Linked DNA regions of Mus musculus: all the other regions are linked to region 2. A link is a contact called in public Hi-C data. All regions are on one chromosome and are shown on one strand. The core of a region is the stretch at or near the end of the contact, and the rest is flanking DNA. Distances in the headings are between cores, read along the strand shown.

The links. Hi-C and Micro-C count contacts between places; a contact is called where the count stands out from the background.
Region 1: a contact with region 2 is called in a Hi-C map of bone marrow-derived macrophages, with 12 read pairs. The contact joins two enhancer-like sites. A contact is called at or near these places in 1 of 484 Hi-C or Micro-C datasets (bone marrow-derived macrophages), 4 of 115 datasets of contacts at active chromatin or transcription factors (CD8 T cells, T-cell acute lymphoblastic leukemia, double positive thymocytes and 1 more) and 1 of 9 other capture datasets (liver).
Region 3: a Hi-C map of bone marrow-derived macrophages shows a contact between it and region 2, with 11 read pairs. The contact joins two enhancer-like sites. A contact is called at or near these places in 1 of 15 datasets of contacts at CTCF or cohesin (the NIH/3T3 cell line), 3 of 484 Hi-C or Micro-C datasets (bone marrow-derived macrophages and liver), 1 of 115 datasets of contacts at active chromatin or transcription factors (embryonic stem cells) and 1 of 9 other capture datasets (embryonic stem cells).

Annotation. Positions count from the first base shown.
Region 1 is chr16:24,235,854-24,240,549 of GRCm38.p6, forward strand. The region is part of intron 1 of Gm31814 (a long non-coding RNA gene); the gene reads right to left. Among named protein-coding and RNA genes, the nearest start is that of Gm31814, 25 kb to the right of the region's middle. Within about 2 kb of position 2,543, at least 143 of the 459 cell types and tissues checked have an H3K27ac peak or open chromatin away from gene starts, as enhancers often do. A contact at or near this core is called in bone marrow-derived macrophages and double positive thymocytes, where this site is marked.
Region 2 is chr16:24,857,122-24,862,008 of GRCm38.p6, forward strand. The region is part of intron 9 of Lpp (LIM domain containing preferred translocation partner in lipoma); the gene reads left to right. Among named protein-coding and RNA genes, the nearest start is that of Gm22672, 25 kb to the right of the region's middle. Within about 2 kb of position 3,435, at least 47 of the 459 cell types and tissues checked have an H3K27ac peak or open chromatin away from gene starts, as enhancers often do. A contact at or near this core is called in bone marrow-derived macrophages and double positive thymocytes, where this site is marked.
Region 3 is chr16:24,073,520-24,078,029 of GRCm38.p6, forward strand. Gm46545 (predicted gene, 46545) reads right to left here. Exons shown (of 2, transcript NR_155457.1): 2 at 2,956-4,120. Among named protein-coding and RNA genes, the nearest start is that of Gm46545, 6.9 kb to the right of the region's middle. Within about 2 kb of position 2,777, at least 31 of the 459 cell types and tissues checked have an H3K27ac peak or open chromatin away from gene starts, as enhancers often do. A contact at or near this core is called in bone marrow-derived macrophages, where this site is marked.

The DNA.
Region 1 (4,696 bases), core at 1,293-3,792, 620 kb before region 2:
CCTGGCGTTCCCCTGTACTGGGGCATATAAAGTTTGCGTGTCCAATGGGCCTCTCTTTGCAGTGATGGCCGACTAGGCCATCTTTTGATACATATGCAGCTAAAGACAAGAGCTCCGGGGTACTGGTTAGTTCATAATGTTGTTCCACCTATAGGGTTGCAGTAGAATTAACATTTTGTGATAATAAAACCTCTGAACAGCTATATTAATACTTAGCAGGATACTAGCGTCTGCCAAAACAGGAGCTAAGAATGCTATCAGTTAGTACATTGGACCTATGGAATAGCTCCCCCATCTCCCTGTACCTGCCTTTTGTGTGCTCACCAGTGAGTGTATTTTAAAGTTGCCTTGGTTTATGACTTTATTTGTGCTTAACAACAACAAAACAAAAAACAAAAACAATAAAACAAACCCTGTGAAATTACTTTTACATTGGAACATGAAATTCGGGCAACTGAAATCTGTGTTCCTGGCCTATGGTCATTCAAAATGGATATGAAATAAACTATCTCGTATTTCTTTAAGATGAGAGCTATAGTTTTCATGTGAACAGTGGGAAGAGGGATGGGTCTTCTTATGAGGACACTTTCTCGTGGGTCTTGAGGTCTGATGTTCTCTGCTGTCGTGGAACCCTGCTTGTCATAGAGTTCATGAGTCTCCTCTGAGAAGCCTTTGTTCCTGTCTGTACTTGTAATATCCAGGGAAATACCTGCCAATTAAACCTTAAACCTGTGTCCATCCCGCACCCCCACCCCCACCTCCCACTGGTTCCACAAATCCCACCAATTCCCATCTCTTTACAACTGTAACTGCTGTGGAATGCTAAACGTTTCTCCCCACCCAGCTCCTCCCACAAACCCTGCCTGGACATGTTATCCCCAAACCTGGCACATGAGCAGCTTTCTCATGGGGAAGGTTTTATGAGCATCTCCACAGGAATAATAACAGAAAACCAAGACATAGGAAGGGAGAAAGGTTTCAGGAGTCTCTCCAGCTGTATCCTTGCTCACATCTCTGACTCACACTGCACTGTCGTATGCAGTCTCCCTAACCTTCCTCCCCATTCTCTTCCCCTTCTTTCGGGGCAATGACTCCTGCCATCAGGTACCCTATTGTGCTGAAACAATGCTAGATATGGAGAGTCACACTCCCAGAGACCCTCCATAGCTTGCAAGCCGCCTGCCATGTTGGTCTCTTGCTTTACTGGTGGCAGACCCTCTGTGTGATCTAGGAACTGAGGTGACTACCTTCCTATCCCCTCTCCACTCTTCAGCTCTTGGCTCATGACCAGACTCTTCCTCCTACTGTGACACAGGAATGTCCAAGCACCTTAGACTGGACTTTCAGGTGACTCCTTACTATAGGCCAAAGTCCAGGCGTGAGCTGTGTCCGGTCCAGATGAAAGTGTGCCATTCTTCCAGGACTGGCTTTCTATTTCTTGCTTTACCTTCCCAATGGTCTCTTCATGCCTTTGCTCCCAGCCTTCCAAAGTCCAAGTGCACATATTAAACTTCCTTCATTTCTCTTCCTATCTGTCTAACTAGAGGTAACTTCAGAGTAGTTAAATTCCTCCATTACTGAATGTCTGCTTTCTAATCCATGTAACAGCCAAAGAGACATGATTTTATAACACTTACCGTTTTAAACTTTGGTTAACTCACACAGGCCTTTATTATCAGATGGCTTTCTCTTCATCTAAATCAGCCATCTCCTGCAGCAGGAGGAGATCAGATAACAGAACACAGCAGACCTCAGAAAGGGCTGCCCAGTGCTGATTGCTCGGTGCCGAGCTTAAGAAGTCCCTGTATTCATCAGCTGGCTAGCAGATTAATTTTTTTTATTTTATACACATGTGATAATAATGTAACTTGAACATCTGTTGTGTTTAGATACAGTAACTACATGACCATTTTCAATGAGGCCTCTCAGGAAAAAAAGAAAAGATCTTAGCTTGCCACTGACTGTCTTGTAATACTGGCTGGCTCAATCCATGTCTGTTTGGCTTCATGGTGAGTAAAGCCACTGACTGACCTTCTTCTGTGTGCAACTCAAGAAACATAAGTTAAGTAGGACTACAAGAGTTGGCTAAGGGAGCTCAAAAATCTCCGTCAAAGTAACTGGGGCTACTTAGGAGGAATCAGGTAGCTGCTGGAGCTGGTAAGTGTACGCAAATGCTCACATATTTGGAAACACCCCTACTAAAAGGAATAGTAATAAATAGAAGGAAGCAGAGCGGGCCTCATATAGCAGAACAGCTGTGCAGAGCTCAAGGGGAGGTAGGATTTCAGTGGGCCAACACGGGCTCAGGGGCCAGTTCAGGCAGGGAACATGAGGAGCCATGGCACAGAGTGGGAAATACAAGGTGCCCAGGGAGAGCTGGGCATGCTCATTGGTGGCTTCAGCTGGTGGAGCAAGCAGGAAGCAAGGGAGATGGGCTGGAAAGGTATTGTAAGGTCAGAGCAGAAAGGCCCAGAGAGGCATGGTGAGGAGCTGGGCCAGGGAAAGTGATCTCACTGGCTAAGCTTGAGGGGGCCTGCCCCTCCTCAGACGGCCTGGGTGCAGGCCCAGAGCAGGACATGTGGCAGCAACTGGCAGGGAGGGTGCTGGCAGCTCCACCAAGCTTGTTTCTTCACCAGGAAACAAGGTTTCCTGTAACTTAGACCCATGAATCAGCATTTCCTCTGTCAATAATACACAGCAAGAGACGCACCAGCACGGAGCTTGAGGGGAATGGAAGAAAGCAAGGAATATTCCATGACATAGCTGGCCTCTGCTCCCGTTCCCTCCTGATACGCTCGCAAATAGCACTCACATTGCCTAAGATCCTTTTCTTAGCTCAGTCCCCCCGTGAAGACTAAGTTGCACACAACACCTGCCTCTCTTATCCCATTAGATGTTTCCATCATCATTGGAAGCCACTCGTCCAGTCCTTTACTGGTGTGCAACAGTGAACCACGCATGGGTGACTTGCCTTGGAGTCGACTCCATGTTGAAGTGCTATCGAATTAACCCAATAATTCCACAAGGTCCACAGGGAGCGTGCAAGCTACTTCACTAGTAGAGACACGGAGGAGAAATGCTGGCCTGTCAGCTGTTTACAAGAAGCCAGACCTGATCTGGTGCCTCAAACACAGTACAGGGGACACAGAATCTAGAGCAGTGAGGCTATCTATAAAACACTTAATACCTTTATCGCAAGTATAGTTAGTGATGGCGATTGAACTGATAAAATATTTAATGAACTTAATTTCTAGTAGTAAAATAGTACGCGTACATATTTTGTCGATCACTAGAAAGAATCATATCTGCTCTCTTACTCCATTTATCATGCCAGACTCTGTCCTAAATAGACAAATAGCCCTGCCCTCCATAAAGCTTATGTTCTGGTTTCCTACCGTGCAGACAATGAACAAGAGGAGAGTAAGCTGCAGGGTTACACGTGTGTAGATCAGCAGAGAGCAGAGAGAAGAAGAGGAGTGTGCAGCATCTTTACACGGCCTGTAGAGGGACGGTGCCTTTGAAAACGTGTTTGTTAAAGCAAGCTCCCGAAAGTCAAAGAAGACGTGTGGCCATGTGGGGCAATGGGAGTCAGCACCAGAAACACTATGCAGGTGGCCTGAGACAGTACCCATTGGAATGTCCAAAAAAAGAAAAAAATGTCAAGAAATCAAGAATGACCAGCATGGAGAGAGAACGGGGGAAGGTTAAGGAGGCAGAGCAGAGTGGGAGTCGTGAGTCAACTTAGAGAAGTGCTATCACCTACTTAAATTTAAATAATGAAAGATGAAATAAGTCAAGAACAGCAGATGGAAAACAACCACCACAAAAATATAGGAAGGACACTTAGAATTGGCAAAGAAGACAGGAAAAGGAAAGGCAAGGGTGGTATGGAAAGAAAGAAGAAATGCAGTAGCTGCCTTCCACTCTCTGACCCCCTAGTCCAGATTTGCAACTCTGTTGCGGGCTGCAAACCCTGGAACCCATTGCCCCAGCCCCTTCTTGCAGGAACGGTATAGGATAAGGCCTGCAGAGGGCTTCCTCTTGACTGAGGTCATTGCCCATGCAGGTTCATTGCCCATGTAGGCCCCAGGACTCTGCAAACATCCTTGCAGGGGCTTCAGGCCAAAAGTAAAACCAACTCACCTGACCCCCATCCCAGATTTTCCAGGAACATCTTTATCTTCGGAGGACAACCCATTGCAAGCAGCAGGCAAGAGACCCTAAGAGGAGCAGGGACTAACTATGTCAGCTCCATCTTACAAAGGCTCACTCCATAGCGCGCCTTGCTTTGAGCCTGATTCACCTTCGAGGGTGAGCAATGCATGTGTAGGGGTGGTGAGGATACAGTGTGTGAACAACATGAGAGGAACAATGTTGTCTTCTTGCTAGAAGCCAATGTTCCCTCACTCTTTGTTCCTTCTAGTTATTAAACCCTTGGGCCTCACAGGCAAGCTCATATTCCTTTCAACCTCATACTACCCATCCCAACTCCCTCCCACCTTGAAGAATTTTAGAAAGAAATCTTTGTGTGGTTTCTCCAAACTTTGACCTACTCAGGGGTGCATTTGCTTTGCCTCCTGATGTCTGCAGATCAGAGCAGGCAAAGTCCACATCAGCAATGGATGCTAGGTGAAGTCCCTCCCTCGACATCAGCAATGGATGCTAGGTGAAGAAGTCCCTCCCTCATGCTTCTTCT
Region 2 (4,887 bases), core at 2,185-4,684:
AGAGCTAAATAGTAATTAAATGTTTCAGGTAACCCATTTCCAACAATCCAGTAGGAACACAGGGAGAAGACCAACAGAGATTGTAAAGCATGCAGTACGAATACAGAAGGTGCATGGAAAAGAGAAATGAGACCAAAGGGCTGACCGATGTCTAGATAGCTTGTATTGTAGCTGCTCTTTCAAATAAGTAAAGACCAAGATGGGTTTCTTTCTTTTTTTTTTTTATATGCATAGATGTGATAGTGTCAGATACCTCAGAACTGGACACGTACAGATAGTTGTGCGCTGCCATGCCATAAATTGAACCCTTGTTCTCTGAAAAGCAGCCAGTACTCCTAAACACTGAGCCATCTCTTCAGTCCCATAGCCAAAATCTTAGGGCTAATTCTGGATCCTGTTGTGGGGAGAGCTGTTGACTCTGTGGAAGCTTGGAGATTGGACTGTGCTCATTTGCACCAATCTGAAGGAGACAAGAGCCTGACCAGAGCAGCTGAGGTTTAACAATTTTGCAGGGCCAGTGACGACATCTGGGTGAGGAGAAAGGGCAGGTTAAGGTTCATTGCTAAGCTTCTGTCTTAGGTAGGAAAATACCATTAAGTGCGATGAGAAAACAGACTTAGTAGTGGTTGTGCACGAACCTACTAAGGCTTTCCTATTTGGAAGTAGTTTAATTTTCATCCATCAGTACTTATTGAGCACCTGCTGTGTACACTTACACATCATTTCACATTGTTACAACAACAGAGTAAAACAGACTAAGTCCTAAGAGGCTCACATTCTAGTAAGTGGAGAGAGAACATAAATAAGTACACACTGAGAATGATAGACATAGAGGGCCATGTAGACAACAAACTGGAAAGGGTGACAGCACACTCATCAGTGGGGACGAAACAGGGCAGAGCATGGTGGGTGGTAGGACAGCTGCCACCCCCTGTGGTCAGATCTCCTGTGTCTAATATTGTTCCTGATTTATTGTTATTATCTTATAAATTGTGTACTTCCCCTGAGACAGGAATGCATACAATGAAAACATTTTCAATCACACTTATTTCTATGTAGCAATATATTCGGCCAACATAAAATATGCCAGGAGAAACAAAGAGAGAGGAGGAAGACACTCCCCATACACTCATCCTTGTTTCTCTAAAACCTAGGGCTTGAAGGTAAGAAGCCACAGAAAGGAACCCAAGATTTAATCCAAATCTCTTCCAAGGATCCAGTTTGACATGACAACGTTCCACTGTCACCTCCAAATGTGTTGGGATGTTTTGTAGCACTCCTGGGCATGTGTAGCTCATGGCAGACAGGTTGAAGATTGACAGTGAAACCTGAGAGTAGTGAGCATATTAGCATAATATCAGGGCTAGCAGAATGTCAAAAACTTAGGTAATTTGACTTCTCTTGCTTGATTCTGAACTTGGAACCAATCTCAAATGATAACCAAAGGTAAAATTGGCAATTGCCAGCTCAGATGTTAAGATATTTCATATTTGTTGGATCACTGTAAATACTGAAGCAAAGTATAAGACAAGACATTGGTATAGTGTTATATTCATTTAACTGATAGGACGCTCTAGAAAAATAAGTCAAGATAGAGTAATCTGAAGTTCTTTAGCATAAATGGAATCCTAGCCTTTAAAGATGGAGACATTTCTTGTCCATTTTTCTCCATTTAGCACAAAATCAGCCCTTAATAACTGATGACCATTTATGGAACACTGATTATGGACTAAGCACTTTATTAAATACTTTAGTAATAGATCATGCTTCATCATGCCGGCATAGTAGGTAGTCACTCAGATCTAGTATATGGGTGAAAAAGCCAGTGCTAAGACAGTTCTAAACCTGGACCAAGGTCACACAGATTGTTAGGAGGCTTTCTAAGGGAAGTCTCTGTTCTGACTTGCTTAACAAGTAAGTGTTTCTAATGGAGCCACTTGTCCTCATAGCTATAATGTTCTACAGGATTCTGCCATCAGTACCATATACTACTGTACTTTCTGTCAGTCACATGGTTATCCAAGGAATATCAAACCAAGATTGTTGGAATGGAAAGGGTCCAGACTTTTTGGGTTCTAAGCATGAAGAGTAAGAATCATCCAAGGGAGCAACATTTTCATGAGACAAAGCTATGTGCCCATATGCGCTGTACATGTATAAGTCTGTATATAGAGAGATGATAGATAGACAGATGGCAGATAGATAGATAGATAGATAGATAGATAGATAGATAGATAGAAGATAGATAGATGATAGATAGATGATAGGTAGATAGATGATAGGTAGATAGGTAGAGAGATGATAGATAGAAAATTAAACAGACACAGATATCCTTAAGCCCATACCCACTGACAAATTTTAACTGACTATGGCATATTCTTAGTTATAATAGAATTAAAATCTAAGTTGAGAATTACTGATCAAGTTTCATCTTGTCACATCATAGACCCGAAGACAGAAACACACTGGCAACTACTTTCAGAAGGTCCTCTGTGACACATCTGTGTAAGGAACCCTGGTTCTATGACTTTCACTAATAGTGATTTTCATTTTTATTTCACAAAACGATATTTCTGGATTGCATCATGTCTTGCTTCATGGTTGCGGTGGAACATAAGCGAGCAGGCAGGGGTTTTTACTGTGTCTGGGGTCCCATGATAGATGTGTTGGTAAGGGAGGATGTGTTCACTGGTTTCTGCTGAGATTCACCTGTTCACTAATGACAGCTCCTCAGCACATTTTCATAGTGGTAGGTCCGTGGGCTGCATAGTTTTGTGTGTGTGTTTTCAATTTCAGTTCCTTTGATAACTGAGCAAATAACAGAGATGATGAAACCGAACAGAATTAATCTCCTAGATTGTGTGTCACTTCTCCTTTTCAGTGAGTCAGTACGTTTGGTAATGACACGGGAGATTAGAAGGTTGCAACGTGTGCCTCAGTGAATGCTTGTGGGAAACTCACTATTTGCCCATCACAGATTTATGTGGAGTGAATGAGAGTTTTACTGCACAGAATATCCAGGATGGAGAAAAGATAAATAAATTTGGAAGTCTTTGCCCTCAAGAAACTCATAGACTGTCACAGGTTAGACAACCAAAAATGTATAATAACCCTTTCCCTGTGAGGTATCTGTGCATATGACCAAAGGATGCCTTGGGACATGGAAAGCAGTGGTAGCTTAAGGGCTGATACCTGAGCTGCATCTGTAAGGAAAGACTCCCCCGGCCCCTGTAGAAAGGAGAAGAAAGGCATGATAAAATGAAGAACTTGGTAGAAAGGAAGGCAGGGAAAGTGTTCCCTCTTGAGATAGCAGAATGTCTTCAGCACTAACAGGGTGATGAGCCAGCAGTAGGGACGTGGAAGGCGAGACAGTCAGTGTTCAGCGAGGAGCTGGTCCATGCCACTAGATCTGTGCTTGATCCAGGAGAGAACAACTGTTCCTGTTGCCAAGTAGCACTGCTAGTGACTGAGATGATCTCACAGAGGCACCTCGTGGGGCAGAGTACAGACTTGCCAGGTGGAACAGAAAGATGGCATTGCTGTCTTTTACTCACGCTTCAAAACAGGAAGTGCCTAAGTAAGCAGCTTTTCGGATCAATGCAGCCATGCTTTACCTGCCCTTGGGTTCTTCCGCATCAGCAGGACTAGGGGCATACTGCTGCTGTGCAAAGATGCCACCAAATGCAACAGAAGGCAGATCACCCAATCTTTAGAAGTGGAAATGTATATACATCTAGATTTGAATGTTGCTTCCAAGTTTCAACAAAAAGGCAAGCTGTCAGAAAACCCCTCACATGTGTATTCTCAACTGAGTTCTTGTGGTTTTTTGGTCCTGGTGCCTACTGAAGAGTTTGTCTATGTTTACAATGGAAAAGACCTTGGGAGCCATCTCCAAATCTTGTTTGTTTGTTTGTTTGTTTGTTTTAATAAAACTAGAGAGAATGGCTCCAGCCATCATTGGGAGCACGCATGTGATCCTTCCATTCATGTGGAAGCCTGGCTTCCTTTTCATGCTGTTACTAATCAAGTGTTCATTAGTCATGAATTAGTGAGTTATCCCAAGGCATGCCTTGATATCACAGTCCCTGTTCACTCGCGCTTATTTAGTACAGTTTCCATTACCTAGAATATACTGTGGCTTACATATATTAAGTGAAAAATTCTAGAAAGAAACAGATTGTAAGGTTTGAATGGCATGTCATTGTGGGGAACATGCTGAAACCTCACACCGTCCTTCTTCATCCAGTCAGGACATGAGCATTCCCTGGGGCCTTTGCCTCACATGACACCTGTAGTAGCCCACTCTACCACTGCTGATACCAGGAAGGCAGTCGTACTGTCAGAAAGGGTATGGCCAGTAACTTTATTCCATGTAGATGTGGCCTCTGAATAAAACCAAAGGTGCTGCTGATTCAGACATGCCAGAGGCTGACAGCTGCTTCCAATAAGTGCAAGGTGAAACTACTCATGCTAATAGGAGAAGGGGGAAAACCCGAATGCTGAGACTGCTAAACTCTGCAGAAAACCGAATCTTAGTATCCAGGGAGAAAGTAATTCATGACGATGTTTCTATCTTGCCTTAAACTGCAAAAATTATGATCGCAGTGAGTAATAAATGATATAGTTCTGTACTATCAATGATTAGGGGCATCAAAGGGGACAGTCTCAGGATGAAAATGGGCACGTACTAGAGAAATAAGAAAGACAAAATAGCTAAATGTTTGGTAAGGATGTGTGATTGAATTTATCATCTATATGCTTGGTTCCCTCCACTTTTTATACTAAAAAAGATCTTTGTTCTTTATTTTTCTGAATTTCATATGTATGTACATATATGTGTGTGTGTGTGTGTATGCAACATTATCATTTCTGCACCCCATTTTTCTC
Region 3 (4,510 bases), core at 1,527-4,026, 780 kb before region 2:
AAGAAGTGAATTTGGGAGTACTTGATCTTTCATTTTTCTCAGCCCTGGATCCCCTTATATTCAGGAAGGAGTCTTAGGTCCTGTTCCCAAGTAGAAACAGTACTCAGTATGGAGAAATGGAGACTCATGAGCAGTGAAAAAGTAGCGTCAGAGGGAGAGATCTGATATGGATGCTATGGTGAGGATCAGATGACTTCAGCATAGGTCAAGCATGCAGTCAGTGGTCAAATATTTGCAACAGCAGTAGTGAGAATGACATCTATCCCGAGTCTCATCTGCTCCCGTCATCCATCCGAAGCCAGGCCCTTGCTTTCCGCTGCCATGTGTTCTCTGTGCCAAGGGTGCACACACGCCTCTGTCCCAGCTTCCTAAAACATAGCTGTGCTATGCATTCCTTTCCTGTTCAGAATCCTTCACTGATGCCCAAGCACCCCAGGAGTTAGGTGTCAATGCTTCACACTGTGCATCAAGAGTCACAACACATGGGTCCCCCCTCCTAACCTTCCCAGCCTTCTTGGTTCCCCACACCTGCCCAGTGCTTTGGTAAACCTGCCTTTCGTGACCAACAACAGGTGCTAGTTGTTGATGTCTGGCAAAGAGCAATAAGATCGTATGTTAGATGTGGCTCTGGAGTCAGAAAAAAATTAATGTTGGATGGCTGTGTGGCCCTCAGCAATCTCTGAGCCTTGGTGTCCCCACTTCTAAAGAAGGATTTGTAAATGGTACCTCAGGACTGTGAGGACAGAAGCCAGATGGAGAGCGTCTGATCTCCAGTGAGTACCACTACTCAGTACCCCTTGTTACTCGGTGCTCCCATACTCTGGCTGGGTCCTGCCTAATACTGACCCCTTCCTGACGGACTGAGATATGCTTCCCTAGTACGCCTTCTGCACACACCCTGCTTTTCCCTTTGTAGAAGTCAGGTCTGGTTCTTCTTCTCAGTCTCGTGCTGTCAGAAAGAAGACTCAGGCTCAACATATATTTACAAATGCCTTGGCCATACAGCTAGGCTCTTCTCTGACTCGATCATAACTTAGATTAAACCCATTTATCCTAATCTACATTCTGCCATGTGACTGGTTACCTGTGCTCAGGTACCACACATCGATCTCCTCACATTTTCCCTGGTGAATTTCCTGTGCCTGGCACTATCCCAAAATCCTTTCTGCTTTTTGGATGTCCCACCTCCAACTTTCTGACTCCGCTATAGGGCATCAGTTATACTATTGACAGGTGTCACATCCATACAGACACAAGATATTTTCTCTACACCCCTCATAGTCTAGTGACTTGATTCTTCTTTTCTTTTTCCTTTTTCTTTTTCTTTTTCCTCTTTTTTCTTTTTTCTTTTCTTTCCTTTCTTTTCCTTCCCTTTCCTTCCCTTTTCTTTCCATCCCTTCCCTTTTCTTTTCTTTCCCTTTTCTGTCAGAGTGAAGCCCCTGAATGTAAGAAGAAATCTTTCACCAACCAGCCAGCACTTCAAAGGTGTCAACCAGAGTACGTTGGACAATGAGCTAAAACAATGAAATTAGAGTGAAAGTATGGATCAGGGAGATCTATAGACGCACACTGAAATCCTAAGGGTAGGCTACCTCTTCCATGGTCAGTACAGGATGGCTGAGTGCCAGCTCTAAGTCATGCATGTCACCCTGTAGGAGTGGATAAAGCCATTAGCGAGCCTGGGTGGGGATAGCTTTCTTTGCTCGGGTTGTGTTGCAGTACAGGAGGGTTGAACCCAATGAGCAAGTAGGGGTGAGGGAGGAGAGGCAATGAGAAAGTGTGATTTTTATTTGTTTACCTCTCACCTGTCGGGGCACCTTGGGCCATGGATGAAATGAATTAGGCTTTAAAAAAACCAAACCAAACCAAAAAAATGAACCAGTCACTCTTCAACATGGTCCGCAGAGCAGCAGCAATGGAATTCCATACCAGAGCAACAGAAATATAGAAGTGGATTGACAGTCGGAATCAGCAACTTCAGAGGGGGCCCAAGCAATCACCTATTCTATCTGGTCCTCATGTTCTGAGGCACGGTCAAGTTTGAGAACCACAGGGCTATCTATACACAGGGACTTTTAAAGTCCTTTCCTTTTGTTTGTAGTTGCAATGGTCTATATTTCTTCTATTGATGTCTTAGTCCTTTTGCTGATGAAGGAGCAGATACTCACCCTCACTCATTCCATTTATATGTTCTACCCAGCAAAGTCCTTGTCCTCTAAGACCTCAAGAACATCCACAGTTTAGGACCCTGGGGTGTCCCTGGACATGTGCTCTAGTGGTGGATCCTTTGAGAAGACATCCTATGTTGGCATTCTGATCCAGGGCCTAGCAGGCCCAAGGCAGGGTTTATGTCAGAGGCCTCAGGGAGGGTGAGGCTGAGGTCCAAAGAGGCCTGGTGAGGAGGGAGGCTGAGGTTCAGGGGTGTGACAGTGTAATCCCCTTACCCAGTGTCCCATCCTGGGGATGTGAAGAAAAGCTGTCCTGTGTTCTAAGAGGCTGGTTGCAGCCTCAATTCATTTTCACATTGGCTGCCTTTGGGGCCAATATGCCTCCACCCTGAATTTTCTATCCCTTTCAATGGGGCTCAGCAAATCATATGAAAAAGTCAAGAGGCTGTTTAAGAAGCACTCATCTGGACCCACAGACACACACACACACACACACTCTCTCTCTCTCTCTCTCTCTCTCTCTCTCTGCCCCTCCTCCAATGCCATGATGATTCACTTCACATCTCTTCTCCTGTCATTTTATGGAGTCATGATGATGGTGAGGATGAGCTTTAGGGGATAGAGTGGGTGTGGGGAACTCCGTGGTTAGAGGACCTCGCAGTGGGGACACCCTGTTGCAGAAGCAGAACTCAAATGGTTTGGGTAATTATCTGTATGATAGATGAAATCCAAAGAGCACAGAACCAAAGAAAGACAAACACCCATTCCCTGATGCCCACCCCACCCCACCCCCAGCAGCCAGGCACCCACTCTTTTACCCCAAAGCAGAGATCATACCAAGAGCAGAAAGAGGCAGGGTGGAGAAGCAGAAGGGCAGTTCTGGGCCCTGGAGCTTGTGACAGTGGCTACCTTCCTAACCATCCCAGCAGATGTCCCTCTAGCAGACAGGCAGAAGGAAGTCTCTGTGGTCTGGGGCCCCACCCTGGATAGTTCTGTAATGGTGCCATTCTCAGAAGAGGAAGTGCAATGCCATGGGTAGGCACCGAGGTCTTTCTCCCAAGGGACACTCTACTTCTTGGTCCAGGTGATATTGAATGATATCCGTGGCTATTCCATCTCTTTGTGTCTTGCTCTCTGAAAGTAGAGAATGTTAGCCATGCCAGCACAAGCCCCTTGCCTAGGCACGTGAGAAAGCACAGTGGATAGGGCTGTTTATATTGGCACTTCTCCTTTATCTAACGTTGCCAGCTATAGGAGTTTCACGTGCAGTATCTCATCGGTGCCCTCTGTCAAGCCTGGCCATACATTCTTAGCCTTGTAAGGAAAACAAGATGGAGAGAGGTTGGTTTCCAGTGTCACACAGCAAGTCTAGAGTGGCTTAGGGGTTTTGAGTAGAGACTTGTCATTTCAGCACAACATTCTGCTCTCTCACCCATGAAAATTCAAGGCCTTTTCAAGAAAATGCTATCCCCTGGTTGTGCCATCATTGCCTCATGCCTCTGACTCTCCAGATGCTTGCAATTCTCACAAACAATATTCTGTTTCCCTCGTTTCTGGAATCCAGCCTCTCGACACGCGGGCAGATTTGGCTGTGACCTCTACTCTATTTTCTTCAGAGTCCAGACAGAATTCCTTAAGAGTCCACAAGGACTTATTGCATTTACTAGTTCTCAATGAGGTCAAAGGGAAACATTGGTCCTGTGGGTTCTCCGGAGCATGACTCTGACCTCTATAGCAGCTTGGGCCTTGAGATGGTGAGACTTCATAAGAGAAGGCAGACTCCTAAGACATTCCGGGTTGGGGGCTCTTCCCAGTGGGTGCCATTGTTCCCCATGGTTGGGAATCACAGTGTGGGCTCAGGCCCCCTCTGCTCTGGAGCTGGGCACCTTCCCCACTTGCTCTCTTGGTGGCCAGTCCCACACCTGTTTCTTAATTCTCTTCTCACCACACTTCTGAAATAAAGATGGTTAACAGCTGTCTATAAAATGCTTTCTGACCAGGCATCAGGCATTGTACCAGAGCCAAGTACTGTGGAACAAATGAGCTCTGCCCAGACTCACCTCCCAAGGCATTCAAGTGTGGGAGAAACCCAAAATGCCGTGGCTGGAGAGGGTATTTTAGCAGTTGACACACCAAACAATCTACTCAGCCTCATTCACCCTGAGGCCTCGGACACAAGCCCCGCCTCAGGCCTGCTGGGCCACTGGACCAGGATGCTAACATAGGATGTCTTCTCAAGTTGGGATGGCCTATATGACTCTACATCTAATGACATCTCCTAATAGCATCTGACTCCTCTTCCAGAAGGCAACCCAGTTCTTCCCAGTACACCACTGTCAGGA